2 separate regions of the Danio rerio genome follow, and region 1 is linked to region 2. Evidence: chromatin contacts called from public HiChIP or PLAC-seq data. All regions are on one chromosome and are shown on one strand. Each heading gives the region's core, a stretch centred on a gene start, on an enhancer-like site or on the middle of the called end of the contact. The rest is flanking DNA. Distances are from core to core; before and after follow the strand shown. Region 1 holds the start of rapgefl1 (Rap guanine nucleotide exchange factor (GEF)-like 1). Region 2 holds the start of ppp1r9ba (protein phosphatase 1, regulatory subunit 9Ba).

Region 1 (3,659 bases), core at 982-3,481, 170 kb after region 2:
GCTACAGCACCACTATCAGGACGTTATTATCTGACCGCTAACTATCATTATATTCCCAGTCCAGTAAACAGAATGTACCCCTTATTTTCACTTGGTTACCATTGGGTTCCTTTTGGCATCCAAATATTAAAAAACTGGTAACGTTCTCAGTAACATATTTTTTACAGAGCCAAAAACTAACTTTCCTAAAAAGTTGCAGGAAGAACCTGAAAGCGAACTTTATTTTTAATTAAGGAAAACCTTCCTGACAGACTAACAAAGCGCGTTCTGGCAACCAAAAATGATCAGCTGAGTAACGTATGAAATTTGTTACATCTGTGCAATATGCAAACTTAAACAACTAAATGAAATGTAATTTTGAAAATATTTAAATAAATAGATTTTTTAAAGAAATGTCCAAAGTAATTTTTTACATGAAAATGCAGTTTCAAGTTGATATAATTTTGGATTGTGGCATAACATAAAAAAGCAAGATAAAATAACCAGCAAATTAATAAATATCATGTGCAATTTATGGAGAAGCTCATTACAGTGATTAACATGATTATGATATTTAATCTGCAACTTATTTTTGTAAAACATAATTGATCTACACTATAATTGCTTATGTCACTTAAAATGTAAATACATATGCACAAACACTAAGAATATATTTGCATTAAAGTCGAAATATAATAAAATGTATGCTTTTAAGAAAATGTGTCACTGGGGTAGGTTGACACTAATACTTTTTTAAATATTAGTCATTGCTTGAAATATTTCTCATCTGGATCCACTTTAATCCAGTTTTAATTAGTTTATATTAATATAAACATGATTATTATTACTATAACGAATACACAATATTACTTTATAAGCTAAATTATAAACTTTCCTGAGACCCTAGAACTTTTCCTTCTCCCTAGTTAACCGTAATGGCAAAAAAATCACCATGAGAATATCGATATTTGTGAAAGTGAATTTGAAGTGCAAAATAACAGAGTAGCCTAGTATGGAAATGTGATAGCATCACACAATACAACACAGCAATGCGCCATACAGTCACCATAGTAACACATAGAAATAATGTTACGATACTGTAAACAACCTGAAGCAAATGTAACAACCTGAATCAAGCGTGAGGGCTTTGAAAATATTTATGACAGGACAGAGCTAAGAGGGACTCGTCTCACCTGTGCAGTTGGCGTACCGCTTTCCCGCCACGCTGTCCAGCAGCGCCAGCGCTAGGTTCTCTGGAGTGTCCGCGGGCAGAGGGGTCCAGTTCGTGTCCAGACTCGCCTCCGAGCTCTGCTCATCGCTGGACAGCGACGGGCTCCTGATGTCCGCAGTTGCGGAGGGCCAGCACGGCGCTTCTTCGGTCTCCGGACTGAACACCTCCCTCGCCGGGCCGCTCTCGGGAGACGTCTCCCTGAAGAATGGCACCACACGGGACAGGCTGGCCCGCCGTCTGGATGCCCCGGTGCCGGTAGCCTTCTCCCCAAAACCACCCGCCCGAGTGAGTGCATTGGTCTGCTTCTTCAAGAATTTTTCAAGAGGCTTCATTCCAGCCGGCATTTTGATGACAGAAATCAGAAGAAGGCCCTGGGTTGATCCTAATTAATACTCAATAAGGAACACTGATGATGAGCGTATTGCCGTGAGCGTCTACATCATAGCCGGATAATGCTGAAACTCGGATCGAGAAAATACCTGAAGAGACTCTGTTCTCCGCCGTGTTGAGGTGTCAAGAATAAAACACGGCCATTTTCAACGGTCCTCGTACACAAGTGATGCTGATGGAGTCCTTACTACGCTAAGAAAAAAAATCCAAACGTATCCCTGGGAAACCCGTCCTCCACTGCAGTCCTTCAGCTCGAGGAGCAGCAGCCTATGTGTGGACGATCATCGCCACTGTCAAATAAAGCCGAGATCGATGAATCAATCAGACGAACAATCAGAATAAAGATGAAAATAGCAGCAGGTATGTCTTAATAATGAATATGTACATGTAAGATCAGTCTCTGTCAAGATGCTGGAGCGTATAAATGAATCGTGGGTCCACCGCAGCAGGTCTGAAGGAGACGCGGGCTTCTGTCGCAGAGACGCGCGGCTGGATGGACGGTGATGATGAGATGAGGACTCCGTGTCTTCAGATCTGTTGGATCCCCGTTTATTTTTCTGTCACGGTTCCAAGTGTCTCTCTCTCTCTTTCTGCGCCTCGAGTCCGCACAAACACTGCACTCAGTCGTTCTCGCATACAGTACAGGCTACACACACACACCCTCTCTCTCCCTCTCTTTCTCTCTCTCTCCACCCGCCTCCTCTGCAGCTGAGTGCGTGTGTTATTGGTGGTGTCAAGAGATATTGCTCAATTGCTTTGAATCGCAGCAATTGCAGTCACAAGCTCACATAAACATGTGCGCCTAGGACTGGCCATTTGGATATGCATTTTCTATAGATCGACGTCAGTATGTGACACGTACTTTAATTCTGATAAAGCTATTGCAAACATACACTGTAAAAAATATCTGTTAATTAACACTCTACAACAATCTAGTTTTAAAAAATGACTTTTATTGACATGTTGGAGAGATTTGTTTGTGTTTACGATTTATATAATATATAGAGAACTAAGTCTGTAAAATAACAGAATGTATACTGGTAATTACAAGGTTTTTGTACTGTAATTTACATCACAAACCCTCACAATATATCACTTAAAACTATTTAAAATGTCGATAAAAAGCTTTTGGAGGATAGATCAAGATCCTATAATGCAATTTAAAAGAAAAGCTAAATTTTATATTATTAAACAAAGAAAAAAAAAACATGAATAACAAAATACGGAAAATATTTTGTACCAGCTACCAGTTTTTAATTTGGGGTCAGGACCAGAGTTTAGTGCTGAAGGGACAATGAAAATGTTCAGAGAAAACTCAAAATGCAATTTGAATTAATAAATAATTTAGCTAAGAAATTAGATTTAAATGTACAATTCATTAAGTTAAATAATCTCATTTTAATATCTACTTGAATTGCATTGTTTGTAGTTTTATTTTTAATTCACAAAAAAGATTACGTACAATTTGAATGAGTAAATTAACAAATATTTACAAATTGTTAAAAAAAATATTGCAAACAGAAAAAAATCTGTATAAATTATATATTAGCATAGATAAAAGTGTATTTGATTAAAATTGATTAATGGTGATTATTATTTCCTAATGTGTATAAAAAATGTAAATAATAAAATTAATAATAACAATAATTAACGAAATAATAATAAAAAATAAAGAAAAAATATATGAAAACTTACTTAAAATGTAAATTATTTTTAAGAGTGCATGGTACATAACTGTAAAATATGTCAATGTATGATGCAATTGCATTAGAAATAGTGGAATTAATCTGTAAAACATTAATTATGAGTAGACCACAATTAAAATAAACAGGTAAATAAAAATAAAAGCAATAATAGCTGTATTTAAAACAATGATAACAGCCTAGCAAAATTCATTAAGGAAGAACCTGAGACTAAGGATCTGTGCTATATCAGTTACACTTGGCCCGTGTGGTGTTCTCCATAGGCTGTGCAATTGACCAGCTGTATGGTTTCAAATTGCCCAGCTGGAAAGCACAAAGAAGAGTTATTTCCTCCACAGTCACTTTATGAAAACACA
Region 2 (3,227 bases), core at 49-2,548:
GAATCGAACTCGGGTCGCCGTGAGCACCGGAGTGCCGACGCACTAACCACTACACCACTGTCGCTGACGTATATACAGTATGCAACTTATTAAACAACACATATTTATGCGTTCCTACTACATTCAGTTAGTAGTGACTAGAGCATAGCACAAACCGCGTTGGCCCATTCGCAAATGGAAGTGAAGGAAAGTTGTATCAAAATCAGACTCGACAAATCTGACTCCCTTTTGTGTACACGTGCATCACGCAGCGCCTGCAGTTAAACTCACAAGTTTATGACACTTTTATTGATCTTTTTTTTCGTAATTGACAGCAAGCTTGTTTAGAACAAACATAGATGTATTGTCTGATTAACAAGCAGCACCTAATTTTGTTAAAAGGAATTTAAAACGCCATGGGATGGATTAATACCACATTTCGAAAGTAAAACATACTCTATAAGGTAGTGTAATCTACACAAAAAGTCCAGTGTGTGGGTGAGAGGGGGCAGTGTTTCTATGTGATCTTGTTATGTTGTGGTTTTGTGACTGCTGGTGTTGGTTGCAGTATGGTTAAACAAATTATAACAGTTAAAGTAACTACTCTGATTTTAAATAAATTAAAATAAAATATTAATCTAATATTTTGGGCGTTTTTTGTGCATTTGGGCGGGTTTTGGACAGCTTTTGGGCTTTAAAAAGCTACCACTGAGGATAGGTTCTGGACGGGTGCACTTAACAACTCTGGCTCCTCACGACCTCTACTGGTTCATACAAGTTACAATTTTAAAATTACAACTAAAGTGCTTAACTGAAAAATTAAACTAGAATATGTACGTATTTAATCAAGTATGTATAAATATTTAAACTCCTAATTTTAATGGGTAACTATATTGAGACTACACGTATCAGCACATAAAATGGCATCAGGTTAATGGGGTATATGCACAGCTAGTGTTTTTACCAATAATAATCTTTCGGTGTAAGCTATATTCAAACCCATAAGGTTCCTTTTAAAACATTGATGTTGTAATGTACTTACAATACATCCAGTTAATAGACGTAAGAATTAATTTAGTTCCAGTGTAAAATTAGATAAAAGACCGCTATCACTGCCAGGATCAGCAGGCGAGAGCAGAAACTCCTTTGAAAATACTAGGGTAAAATAAACATGTTTTAAAGACATGGCAGGGCGGAATGGAATTGAATGCAATGCTTGTCTGGTCTAAAACCACTTTTTATAGTATATCTATCAGGCAGTGGAGAAATCAGACCTTAAACGTGTCAATTTCATAATGGAAAGACTGTTCACCGGAAGCGCTGAGACTGGCTGGCTGAAATTAAAAGTCCGTGTGCATACCTGTAGCTTTTAGTGACATCTGGTTCATTTCTGAATCAAACTGAATCATCTTCAGTTCAAACTGAATACTACGTCCTGCTGTCTGGGTACCCGGGTTTGTTGTTTTATTTATCAAATAGAGAATTGGCTTCTTTAGGACGAGACAATAAACCGCGTTTAGAATGAAAACTTTGAATGCAAAGGCTGGGAGGAGTGGCTGAGGTAACGTTACCGTTTTAAGGTGGAGCTCAGCAAACAATCGTTCGGATGTTTGTGCTGGGCAAAATATGGGGAGAAAACAGAAACAAAACAAGATACTACTGAAGGAAATCTGGCGACCAGACTAACAATGTTGAGAATTACCAGACATATTTTGATGTAAATCTGAAGAAGTTTATTATTTAATACCCAGAAACCACTACATACTGAGAGGCAACTAGGTGTCCTACCAAATATTTACTCTAAAGGTAAGGTCACACCTTAATCAGATGTCACCTTAATCAATTAGTCAGTTAAATGTCATTTGAAGGTACAGTATCAACAGATATTAAGCAGACAGTCTAACTTACTGATACTCAGTGGATCATCAAAATAAAGAGTTACCAAAGGTAAAGCTGTCACTGGGGCATTACACATTTGTACCTAAAAGAACAAAAATGATACCCTAAATGTACAAAAGTATTTCTCTTGACATTTTAGATACTTTATTGGTCTTTGAGGTATATGATACAAACGTCTAGCTTTTTTTCCTAGTAACATCTGTTGTATTTTTTTGTTTGTTTGTTTCAGATGGAATTGATACACTGAAAGTTAATCAGATTGTTTAGATTTCTAAAAATAAAAAAAGTTAGTCCCTTTAAAATGTATCAATTACAGCTGCCCAAAACAATTATTCAGTATTTTGGTGTTTGGCTATTTTATTCATTCAGATTTCTGCATGTGCAGATTCCGTGTGGGCCTAGTTATCAGTCACCTTTAATGAAATATTGGCCTAACTGTCTTTTTTTTGTAGTTTGTATTGTTTTGCCTGTCTTTTTTTTTACTATTGCACCATAGTGTCTGGAATAAAGAGAATATTATTACATTTCTTGAATTGTTAGAAAGTTTATTTTGATCGATAAATACAGCTGGCCATAATAATAATTTTATATTTTAAGGAGATACGTATGATAGAAGACTTGTTTGAGTTATGTAATGTTTAATGCTTTATATTTTCAAAGCTTTCGGAAACTACTGGCGGAATTCTTAAGGAAGATGATGGATAACCGAGCATTACATAAAAGTTAACATGATGGCAGCTAGGGCTCACAATATTGGAAAAATATGTAATTGTGATATTACATTTTTCTGCGATAATATTGCGATATGAATACAGTTTTACATGGTGGTTTAAATAGCTCTATTTAATGTTTTTTGAGTGAGTCTAACAGTATTTATGAACAAAAAATTATGCAAAGCGCAAAAAAATGCCCAAATGTTTTAAACCCTCTTGAAATGCACAGTCACAGGCCTTAAAAACATGTGCAAATGATAAATTCTCAATCTATTATGGTTAAACTTCAGTCAACTATGATTAAGACTCAATATTGCATATCCTGCGATCATGTAACTATTGCTAATGCGCACATTGCGATATCAATGCTGAAACGATATAGTGTGCAGCCCTAATAGCAGCATTCACACTTATTCATAAGAACCTTATAAACACAGCAGATGCACCAGACGTTGTTTTAATCAAAGCAAACCTTCCAAGATAAAATCTCCTTGATGATCATAGAAACGTACATTTTCTGTCCCTGGAATAAAAACATAAAAGCATTTCATCCCAAAAATGTCTACAATGGACTAATGGTTGATTTCTGTGAGTTGTTCTGTAAAGGAATATGTCATTTACAATATTTGGTTCTCA

Evidence for each region. HiChIP or PLAC-seq counts read pairs in DNA pulled down with a chosen protein or histone mark.
Region 1: an H3K4me3 HiChIP or PLAC-seq map of gastrula embryo shows a contact between it and region 2, with 2.5 times the contacts expected there. The contact joins the promoter of rapgefl1 here to the promoter of ppp1r9ba in region 2. A contact is called at or near these places in 1 of 18 Hi-C or Micro-C datasets (embryo) and 2 of 4 datasets of contacts at active chromatin or transcription factors (embryo and gastrula embryo).

Annotation. Positions count from the first base shown.
Region 1 is chr3:22,152,984-22,156,642 of GRCz12tu, forward strand. rapgefl1 (Rap guanine nucleotide exchange factor (GEF)-like 1) reads right to left here and starts at 2,232. Exons shown (of 17, transcript XR_012400951.1): 1 at 1,986-2,232; 2 at 1,173-1,890. It overlaps LOC141381189 (a long non-coding RNA gene), which reads left to right and starts at 1,260. Exons shown (of 3, transcript XR_012400955.1): 1 at 1,260-1,960.
Region 2 is chr3:21,986,537-21,989,763 of GRCz12tu, forward strand. ppp1r9ba (protein phosphatase 1, regulatory subunit 9Ba) reads left to right here and starts at 1,299. Exons shown (of 12, transcript XR_012400947.1): 1 at 1,299-1,425.